2 separate regions of the Gossypium raimondii genome follow, and region 2 is linked to region 1. Evidence: chromatin contacts called from public Hi-C data. All regions are on one chromosome and are shown on one strand. The core of a region is the stretch at or near the end of the contact, and the rest is flanking DNA. Distances in the headings are between cores, read along the strand shown. Region 1 holds the start of LOC105799567. Region 2 holds the start of LOC105799523.

Region 1 (5,940 bases), core at 2,034-4,533:
GATGCCACTCATTGCTTGTAATATTAGAAACGTTCTAGTATTACTACTAATGTTACAAGTAACTACATGGTTACATCTTATAGTTGAAGCGAACAGAATCCAAATACATTTGGTATTGTATTTTGCTGTCACAGCATTAAATTAATTATTGAATTAATTTAATTTAATGGTTATATATTGAACACATTATACATACAAACTTGTTGTACACAAATAGAGAACATAGTTAAAATTAATATATGAATTTGATTTATATAAAATGTTAATTGCATATAGTTTATTGAAATTATTAATACAAACAGTTATAATAACTTCGGTCAAATTATAAAAGGGTATGGAAAGTGATATTCTTTTGGAAAGAATATAATTTTTTTCTTGACTTTCCATTTGTTTCTCTAATAATAAAGAAATAATCCTATTTTTTATATATGATATCAAAGAAAATAAAAGGAGAAATAATCCCTTAATGTGTTAGGGTTACCAAGAGAAAATATAAAACAAAAAGGTCTAGCAGTCATTTGAAAATAATACTCTCTGAAAAGTTCAATAGGTTGTTGTTCGTTCTTTGACTGGGTGGATTACATACAGGCCGAGACGTTATTGTTGCGGCTTGGAATAAACATCTACGAAGAGGATCCTATCAACAACACTATTCGTCATTTTTTAGTTTCAAAAGGTATATTTTTCAACCCTTGCTTAAACCCAATTCATCCTACGATCTTAAGCCTCGATGTACTCCTTGTGCACCTTTCGCCAATTCTCATCGTTCTTCTCGCGTATGTCCACCTTGTGCAGCTCCTTCAAGTCTTGCGATGGCAGAGGAATTTGTTGCCTCCACCCAAACTACCACATTACTTGGCCTGATTCTTGCATTTCCACTGTCGCATACACTATCAATGACACATTCGCGTTCCACATCCTCCGATTGTCCAACACTTCCGTTGGGATACAAGATATGGTGTCGGCGTATAGCATCTATTCAAACTGAAATGAACAATTGTAAATTTCGTTATTTATAAAGTTTTTTTTACAAATAATTGCATGATTAATATAGGTTCGAAAGAATAAGTAACAAACTCTAACTTCCGAGTGTTGATCTAACAGTAGCATAAGTAACAAATCAGCCCATGGTTCCACCTATAAAAGCGATATGTTAGTTCAAACATATGATAAATAAAAACACTTACCGTACAAACTAAGTATTTATTAATAAATTATCTTTACCTTGTCACCAACAGAAACATGTATGGGTCGTTCACTCGTGGACGTAACAATGGTAGCCGCTACTAGGCCCACGACTACAGCAGGAGCAGACAACCACCGATTGACATCTTATCCGGTTCCGTGGCCCAACACAGCTCCCAGTAAAATGTGGCCAACACAGCTGATTACTAACTCGATTTTCCATATTCTTTGAAGTCTACTAGGTGTAGTAGCCACCTAATGTGTTCAAGATTTTTTGGGCATTAAAATGCCCCCGATTAACAGAAGGATGAATGCTCGGGAGTATTATTCTTTGACGACCTCGATTGCATCTACGGGAAGCTTATCAAATTTTTTCGCCAACCAATTCATCGATATCCAACCGCCATCAAACTTGTTGGGACCTTCCCCAATAATGTTGCATAGTAATCCTCTTTACCGGGAATGATCGTTGCTCCCATGACGATCGACCCATCTACCAGCAAACCAAGTTGTAATGCCACGTCCTCTAGTGTGATTGTACACTCGCCGCATGGAAGATGGAAAATGAGTGGGCCTCTATCTTTCCAATAATGCACTGATGAGTCTAGGATTGAGTTTGCAGCCCTAAGCATATGAGACGCATGCAAAAATCTCAACTCTTGCAAATAACCATGAATGGAAGGGATCAGAAGCTTTGCCGAATTATGTATGAATGCCTCCAAAACACAATCGTCCACCTATTTATAAAGACAAAAAAATTTAATTTATAAAAAATATTTTTTAAATTTAACTTAATCGAAAATAATGAAAATTAAATTTTCATTTTACCATTATTGCTTGAGCGGCGAAAATGTGCTTATTGTCGAAACGAATTAGAGAGGTTGTCATTCGTGAAAACTTAATCCAAACAAATCAAATACAATATAATTTAAAGAAAAAACTAATATTTTAACACGAGAATATCAAAAAATTTTGAACAAAAACTTAAAAAATTGAGAGAGTTAAGAGATTAGAAAGAATTCAGAATAGGATGTAAGTGAAAAAAATTATTTTGGGGGCATTTATAGGTAAAAAATTTCACCGTTGGCCCTTTTAATTTTTTTTTTTACCGTTGCAAGGGCAACAGTCATATGAACGTTGACGGAAAGCGCGTTGAATTAGGTGAGCTTTCTGTATAGGTGGTAGGAAAGCGCGCTCAGCTAGACGAACTTTTCTTCCACCTATATAAAAGGCATGCCCAATCGAACATGTTTTCCCTTTCCCCCTTTTAAAACGGTCTATTTCCCTATATTAAAAATGACTTAAAAACTTAATTAAAAAAATCCGCTTTTAAGCCTAATTTAGCCAACTTCGTTAGTAAAAACCTATTCTCACGTTATGTTTATATATTCTATCAAAATCTATATAATGTGAATAGTGTAATGATTCAACGAGTAAATCGAAAATTGATTAGAGGTTTATAAGCTTTTATATTATACACTGTTAAAAATTTGGGTATAAAGTTAAAATTTTAAAATTAATACAACATCAAAATATTTTATATATCCTTAAAATTTATTAAATTATTCTAAAAAACACAACAAAGTTTTCAGGTTTTATAACATTTTACCTATCTATCATTTTCTAGCTAGTGGTGTTGTAAAAATATATATAATAATTTATTTAGTCTTTCAAGTTTACAAAAAATAATTTTTATTTAATATTTTATTTTTTAACATTTAAATTTATATTATTTGTTAAATCACCTAAAATAAATAAAAATTAATGTCTATTAACTTATTACAGTATGCCATATTAATTTTTTTTCATTTTAAGATGAATCGAAAAATAATGTAAATTAAAAATTTAAATAATAATTTTTTATACTAAATAAAAAAGTTTTAAATTATATGTTACGCTTTGTCGGTGAATATCTCAAGCGTCAACTCTAACCCAAAAAATACAATCAAATTACTTCGCCTGCCCACATATCTTAGCCGTCGACATAATCTTACAATCCACGTGTAACCATCATGATCAAGTGTGCAATGCGCTCCATGCTCAGAGTATTCCCTCTCCGTTGTAGTTTAATGAATCATCACCTATCTACTCTTTTTGACTGGGGCAAATTTAAAGGAAAAAAAAAAACAAAATAAAATAAAGTTGCAGAAACTGAGTGCAAATCTTACTAAGCCCCAGCTCGCACTCCACTGTCCCATTAACTGTATGAGAGAGAGGAAATCTGATTTTCAATTTCATCACTGCATCTTCTCTTTGCTTTTGGCCTCACCTTCAGAAAGGTAAGTCAAGTTCTTTAGATTGCTTGCCGCTTTTTGAGTTTCAAGATCTATGAACCCCAGATCTGTAGAGCCTTGATCTTATTGCTGAATTCTTGAATTTTAGTAGTTTGGGTTCTTTTGCTTTTTCCTTATTAACTAGATTTAGTTTATTGTAAGGTCATTTTAGCTCATTCAGGATGTTGGGTCGTCCTGGGTTATCTAGAACTGGAAGCTTTAGGCCTGAGAATCTAGGACAAAATGCTTTGCATATGATTGGCAATCTTTGTTTCACTATATTTGTAATTGGTGTCCTAGTTTTCACCATTATAGCTGCTACTTATGAGCCTGAGGACCCTCTTTTCCACCCTTCCACCAAGCTCACGACTTTCCTCACTTCCACATCAAATGCCACCTTTCAATCGGATAACACGGTTGTTAAAACCGGAGAGGACTTTATGGCCGCCAACCAGACTGCATTTGCCACTTTTATCAATGTGACGGATGTAGTAGAAATCAAGGAGGCGCGTACTGACCAAACTAGTTCATCCGAATGCGAGGGTGATCCGAGAAAACCACTTAATTGTAGGGACCCAGAAGTGTTCCATTTGATGATGAAGGAGGCTATTGAGCGTTTTAAGGATATACATTTTTATCGGTTTGGAAAGCCAGCACCAGGGCCTGAGGAGAATACTTGTGATATGGCCTGGCGGTTTAGGCCTAAGGAAGGGAAGACAGCTGCTTTTTATAAGGATTATAGGCGGTTTGTGATTAATAGATCTGAGAATTGTACACTTAGTGTGTTGAGCATTGGGGATTATCATTCAGGTGTGAATGCAAGGAAGAGGAAGAATAAGAATCAAAAGCCTGGATTTGAGAAGACATCTGGTAGGCAGGAGCAAGTTGTTGCGGCTTTGCCTGTTGTTGGGGAAACAGTGAATGATTTGCTTCCAGTGGTCGAGTCTGAAAATGCATTTAGTCGTGGGAAGTATTTGATTTATGTAGGTGGTGGAGATAGGTGCAAGAGCATGAACCATTACTTGTGGAGCTTCTTGTGTGCATTGGGTGAAGCGCAATATTTGAATCGGACTTTGGTTATGGATTTGAAACTTTGTTTATCTTCAATTTATACTTCCTCAAATCAGGATGAGGAAGGGAAGGATTTCAGGTTTTACTTTGATTTTGAGCATCTGAAGGAGGCCGCATCAGTTTTGGATCACGAGCAGTTTTGGCAAGACTGGAATAAATGGCAAAAGAAAGATGGCTTGAGTCTTCATCTTGTTGAGGATTTTAGGGTGACGCCAATGAAGCTTTCTGAGGTAAAGGATTCTTTGATTATGAGAAAGTTTGGATTGGTGGAGCCCGATAATTACTGGTACAGGGTTTGTGAAGGAGAGACTGAGTCTGTTGTTCAAAGGCCATGGCATCTGGTATGGAAATCAAGGAGGTTGATGGATATAGTGTCGGCAATTGCGTCAAAGTTGAACTGGGATTATGACTCTGTTCACATTGTGAGAGGGGAGAAGGCGAGGAACAGGGACCTGTGGCCTAATCTTGCCCAAGATACCTCACCTGATGCCCTTATCTCAACCTTGCAGAATAAGATTGAAGATGGGAGGAATGTTTATATTGCAACAAATGAACCTGATACATCCTTCTTTGATCCTCTTAAAGACAAATATTCGACTCACTTTCTTGATGAATATAAGGATCTTTGGGATGAGAACAGTGAGTGGTATTCAGAAACAAAAAACCTTAACAACGGAGTACCAGTTGAATTTGACGGTTACATGAGGGTCTCTGTCGATACAGAAGTTCTCTTGAGAGGGAAGAAACAGATTGAGACTTTCAACGAACTGACCAACGATTGCAAAGACGGTATCAACACTTGCAATACTGCATCCAGTTAAAACCCTACGAATCCAGTCCGAGACTTCATCACAACATCAAGGCATATCCACGTGTATTTTTAACTATAGTCTTTGCTGCCTTTAATAAAATTTATGCCTTACGTAGTACCGTATTATCATCTGGTGGCATTTTTGAATTTTGTACTTGTACAATATTTATTATCAGTGTTTGAGGACTTACATCATTTTGAGGTTTTTAGACCAGGTTGCACTTTTCTTTGTCAACTCTTTTCATTGACCTTTTGGTATTATTGTAGTGTGTGTTGAAATTTGCCATTTAGATTACCCTTTTAAATTGGTTTTTTACTTTCTATAGAATCCTAAACCTTGGTTCGTGGATATTATGCTCTTGTTCATTTAGGGTTTAAGGCAATTTGTTTCTTACATCAGAATCAAGATACAAGACATGACGGAAGAGAAGAGCTTGTAATCAATGTTGCTTCAGGTCGGTGGTAGGGTTATCTTGGTTGATCTGTGAAACGGTACAAATTAGTTGAACCGATCAAACTGTATTTTATAATTTTTAATATATATATATATTAATTTTTATGCTTTTCTTAATATTTTATTAAATTTTAAACAAGATGAAC
Region 2 (5,940 bases), core at 1,072-3,571, 230 kb after region 1:
TCCAATAGTACCAAAGCCTCATTCTCAAGAGTTTATTAAATTTCATTTCAATGGTTAAAAAAAATTAGATTATATTTATTGATCTGACAAGATTCAAAAATATATTTATTTGGTATTTAGTCATATCTATGTTTGTATTATTATTAAATTATTGATTAAGTGCATGAATTAATTGAATATAGTTTTTTAAATAACAAATATTATTTATTTGTCGGTTAAGCGCATTTTTCCTCCAATTTAAAAGTGGAGAGAGATTATGGGTAAAAGAATAAATTTAGAAAGTGGGAGTTGAATCTAAAATAAGGCCTCCAAAATATTAATTTTATCATTTGAACCAAAGTCTAATTAAATTTTATATTTATTTTGATACAACAATGATTTGAACTTAGGTTATTCTTTAGATAGATGAATAGTCAACTAGTAGGTCACAACTTGAAATTTATTTTATATATTTCTTTATTTGTATAATGAGCGTATCATAATTTTAGTTTTAATTAGACTTATATAATTTTTTACTGGGTTTGAATTAAATTCACTAAATATAACTTTAAAATCATTTTAAATTATTAGTATATATAATAAAAGTATTTCAGCCTTTTAATTAGTCACATAATATTTTTAAAAATTATTTTAAAATTATTTTATTTGTTAAAATTATTATTCATTAAATTATATATTTCATATGTGTCATAATTCAATATATTTTAAATTCGATTATTTTATAAGTCAATACAACTAAAAATCATATGAACACGAATTAACATAAAATTGAATTAACAATCTAAGCCTCCAGAGACTATTTTCATTTTCATTTTGTTTTCTAAAATGTTTTTATAAAAGCAAAATTATGAAAGTAAGGGATTTGGCTAATACATAATTTGATATCTGGATTCATTTTGATTCAATCTCGTACTTGTATTTGACAAAATTATATATTTTGATACTAAAAATGACTGTGTTAACTTTTTAGTGTTTAATCTAGGTTTTAGAGTCGAGTTAATGAAAATTCATAATTAGCTAATACTATTAATAATTAACTTTTATCAAATCAATTCTAAAACCTGAATTAAATCACATTCGTCGGATTATTTTGATAAATTAAACGTAAAACTAAAAAATCCACAATCAATGTTAAATTTATTCTATTAACAAAATCACGAAGAATTCAAACCTAATAATATTAACAATTAACTTTCAACCCTAAAAGTCGAATCAAAGAATAAAAACTAACACCACCACCTTGAGTGTCAAAATATATAACTTTGTCAAATACAAGTACAAAATTGGACCAAAAAATAACATAAATACTATATTAAAAAAGTGTCAAATTCAAATACCAAATGATATATTAAGCTTAAGGGTTTTAACTTTAAAAGAACGGATCAAACCTATATAAATACAAAAATATTCTTTTAACAACTTTCCAAATATTAAATTTGGTATCCTGATTCAATTAATATAAATGTAAAAAATGTTTTATTTCTCATGTTTTCATTATTAAAACAAATTTTTATTTATCAAATGTAATTTTAAATTTTAAAAAATAAAATAAAAACCTCAAAAATTTCGCTAGATTTTAAATGATTAACACTTTCAAAACTATCACCATATAGAAAACCTTAGTCTCGAGTCAAAAATGAAAGACATAATAATTTATTTGGTCCTCTATCTTTACAAAAAGCAATTATCTTTAACTCCTTATTTTATTTTTCACCCATTTTAGTTTTTGAATTTGTATTGTTTATCAAATCACCTCAAAATAGATGGAAGAGTTAATATTCGTTAACTTTATTGTCGTGGCATCCATGTAGCAGTCCATGTATATGTTATGTTAGCAATTAATTAAATTTTTTACTATAAAAAATAAGTTTTATATTATTTAATAATTTTTAATTTTTTTCAAATAAAAATAAATGATTAGTTGTTGATGTGGCATCCGTGTATATCACGTTAGCAAAGTTAACAAATGTTAATTTTTCTATTCATTTTGAAGAGATTTGACAAACAATGCAAGTTTAAAGACTAAAAGAGACGAAAAATTAAATGAATGCTAAAATGACTTTTTTTGTAAAGTTGAATGGCGAAATAAGTCATTATGCCTAAACGAAATTAGCAAGATACCATGTCTTATTTGAAATATATTATAAAAATAAAATAATTTTGAAAATAAAAAGAATATATAGTAATTCTTTAATTCTAAAATTAAAAAGCTTACAAAAAAATGAGGTTAAGGAAAAGCCCATAAAATAGCTGCAAATGAAAAAGGCCCATAAAATGGTGAATAAACCCAAAGCAAAGAAAAGCAGAAACCATGAAAAATGGTTAATAGACCCCTAAACCAAAGGAGAGAAAAGAACCCATACAAGAGCACATTGAAAAAAACCTCGTCTTCTCCGCTTTTGTTCTCTGTCTAACTAGGGTTTAGTAAGGGTTTTGATTGCAAATCTCTCTTCCTTTTGTTTGGGTATTTTGTGTGGAAAGGAAGAAGATGATGATGGAGGAAGGCAGCACTGCAGTTGGGAAAAGGAAAAGAAATATGGGTAAAAAGAAAGGTAAGAAGCCTAAGAATAAGAAGCTTAAGATGTTAGAGGGCAAAGGGAAAAAGCTTAGATTAAGTAAGAAAATGAGGAATCTGTTTGAAAAACGTGCCCGTCAATATAATTCCGACGATGACGAGGAGGAGCGTGAGGAGGGGGAGGAAGCCCTCGGTGATACCCGGATCGGCCGCGGCGATGATAATTCTTCTGAAGAAAATGATGGTTCAGAAGAAGTTGAAATTCAACCTGGGGTTATGAAGTTTACTGACGGTGTTAGAGCTTTCAGGTTGGCATTTAAGAACATTATAAAGAGGAATGTTGCTGATGATTCATTGGTAAAGCTAGTTTTATCTACTTGGGTGTTTCTCATTTTACTATAAATAAATAAAAAAATTGTTTTCCCCCCCAAAGACTGATTTTTTTCTGAAATTTTCTCATAGGGTCCAGTATTATCAGGGCATAAGCAGCTTGTGGCAAAGAAGTTAGCTGAGGAGGAAGCTGAAAGGAAAGTTAAGGGAGAGGCTAAAAAAGAAAAACATTTGGTATTTTTCCTATAATAATTATACTTAAGGTTTTTACCATGACTTTTGCTGTTTATGCCATTTTATTCATGTGTTATTAATGTTACAGGTTGCAGAGAAGGGGCATTTCAAGCCTGCTAATTACTTGGATTCACATGAAAAGTTTCTCATTGGTATTGCTACAAAAGGAGGTAATATATATTTTTCTTCAAATGTATATATGATGTTTAGTTCATTGCAATTTCTTTCTCATACTAATTAAGTTTTGTTGTTTATGTTTTGTTGGGATTTCAGTGGTGAAGTTATTCAATGCTGTAAGTTGTTTTAGGGAAGCCTTACCCAATTTCTTTTTTACCATAAACATATTAGGATTTGATTTTGTCTTGATAGATATTAGGTTGATTTTTATTACGACCAAGTTGGGTGTGAACTTTGTTCTTTCATATATCATGTAGGTGAACAAAGCACAAAAGGCTCAGAAAGGACTGGACCCTTCAAGGTCTAAAGATGCAAAAGGTATGCTGATAATCTCTATGGCTATATAAGTTTAATACATCACTGGAAATTTGCAAGGTTATAACAATATGATCATCTCATTCGTATGTACGCAGTGATTTACCTCACTAGGGCTGCAAGCCCGTTGTAAATATGTATATGTATCTATGTATGCACAGTATTTCCACTTTTTTTCTCATCAAATGGTGAATACTCTGTGCTTTCAGCTTTGAAGCCAATAGCATAATCATTAGTTCTAGAGTGAAGAGTAAACACACATCTTTCTCTTATATTTGCCTTTCCAGTGCTATGCATGGCATAAAGTTACAAAGATGAATGGACCTTGTCATGATTGATTCAAATTTTCAAATATGTTATGCTTTTGAAACCCAATACTCATGAGACTGAAATTTTATCTAGGTCGTTTTCATTATTGTCATCTCTATTACTTATAGAGATTCCTCGTGAATGAATTTTTGACCAAACATTTTCTCTACATATTTAATGTAAATCCTCCTCCCGTTGCCGCCATCTGATTTTGTATTTTGTGCACCCTGCTAGTGATAAGGAGGCGAAGGAAGGAAGCCTTCTTTTCAGAACTAGGCAAGACATCACGCGACTCTTCCAGTAAGGTTGGTTACCTCTTAACTATTTTACAGGTTTTATTGCATTCTCCTATACCATTCCATTTATCCTCCTCTCTTTTTGGCAAGCACTTTTGGAGATTGTTGGTGATCTACTAAAACTTAGTGTATGTTTATTATCTTGTCTAAGCTAACTGCATAAAAAAATATGTTTATTATCTTGTCTGAGCTAACTTTTGCTCAAAATGTTTATTACGAGTTTTATGACATGCAGGGTAATACATCTTCTGATCCTAGGAACGAGGAAGAACCTGCTTGGGCACCATTGCGTGATAATTACATGCTAACAAATCCTAAGTTGAAGAACTGGGATAAAACAGCTGTAAGAATATTCAATTCTCTTGAATGTTGACTAGTCATGTACCCCTCGTTCTTTCACAGAAACAGACATTAGATGCACATGTGTATTTAACCATAAGCAGAGAGACTGACAAAGTTGTGTGTGATTCACAGGAAGCAGGCATAGCTGATGATGCTGGAAGGATGTCTGAAGATAGTGGGTCAGATGATGATTAATTTCATCCGAATTTAAGAAGCTTAAAGGTTATCTCTTATAGTTCGGTCATAGATATAATGGTCTATTTATCATCTAACATTATAAATGAGTTAAAGTCAGAGGCAAATGGTTCTATTTTGGCTGATGATGTGTTTGGATACTCCATTCTCCATTCCTATGATTTTGTCTGCAAGTCAGGCTTGTCCGCTGTATGAGATTTAAGACTACCTTTGAACTTCAAATTTCAAACCATCTCCCCTTTTCGCTTTGATGTGTATATCTGTAGATAGCACTCAGCTGAAAGCTCATCAAATATTCGAAATCCCAGCAGGCGTTGCCATATTTCAATGCTATATATATATATATATATATATATATATATATATATATATATATATATATATATATATATATATAACTTAACACGGAAGTACATAGAAAAATTCATAATTAATGCTACATGGCATTGGTAGAATCTGATGAAATCCTTGGTAGAATCGAAGGAAGCAAGAACTATAACATCGCTGCCGAGGGTGAGCAAAATTTAATTTGAATTAATTAAATTGAGTTATTTGAGTCAATTTGAATATGTAATTTAATTTTCTAAGTTTTGAGTTTAGTTGAATTTTATAATTTGAATTATTTGAATAATCCGAATAACTCAAATAATAGATTGATATAAATATTTTTGGTCTCTCTACTAATTTTGAAAATGAGCAAATTAGCTTTTCAATAAAGTGTTTCTCAAAATGCAAAATATCTATTAAAGTTCCAAAATTATATATAATTTTAAACTTAAAAATTTTCAATAATCTAAAAATATATAAAAATGTTTAAAATTAAAAAAATTTAAAGACTAATTTTGAGGACTTAGACAAGTAAATTATAAATTTAAGTTTATCGTGCTAAAGTATGCTTTTTTTAAGAAATTTACATCCTCTTACATGAAATTAATTATATTGTAACAAGATAATATTTTGACATGTTTAATTTTTAAATTTAACTTTATTCAAAAATATTTAAATCAAGTTAGAATATTAAAATAAGACTCGTTAACTCGAAAAATTTTTCAGATTCAATATTAAACTAACCCATATTCTCCCCGTCAAATTGCAGCAGCATTGGTAACATTGTAAAGTGAATATTTTAAAACATACATATATAAAATATAAAAATAATCTCTGTTCGCATTCAGTTAGGGGAAACAAAAGAATGTAACGAATTTTTGCTTTTTTTCTACTTTGTAC

What was found. A called contact is a pair of places that touch in the nucleus more often than the background predicts.
Region 2: a Hi-C map of leaf shows a contact between it and region 1, with 6 times the contacts expected there. The contact joins the promoter of LOC105799523 here to the promoter of LOC105799567 in region 1. A contact is called at or near these places in 2 of 2 Hi-C or Micro-C datasets (both in leaf).

What each region holds. Positions count from the first base shown.
Region 1 is chr7:20,557,319-20,563,258 of ASM2569854v1, forward strand. LOC105799567 reads left to right here and starts at 3,284. Exons shown (of 1, transcript XM_012630203.2): 1 at 3,284-5,549. The coding sequence starts at 3,641. The coding sequence ends at 5,350.
Region 2 is chr7:20,788,762-20,794,701 of ASM2569854v1, forward strand. It overlaps LOC105799523, which reads left to right and starts at 2,322. Exons shown (of 8, transcript XM_012630135.2): 1 at 2,322-2,872; 2 at 2,978-3,079; 3 at 3,168-3,249; 4 at 3,353-3,372; 5 at 3,514-3,574; 6 at 4,115-4,185; 7 at 4,412-4,519; 8 at 4,651-4,970. The coding sequence starts at 2,489. The coding sequence ends at 4,713. LOC105799496 (zinc finger protein CONSTANS-LIKE 9) reads right to left here. Exons shown (of 5, transcript XM_012630123.2): 5 at 5,838-5,940.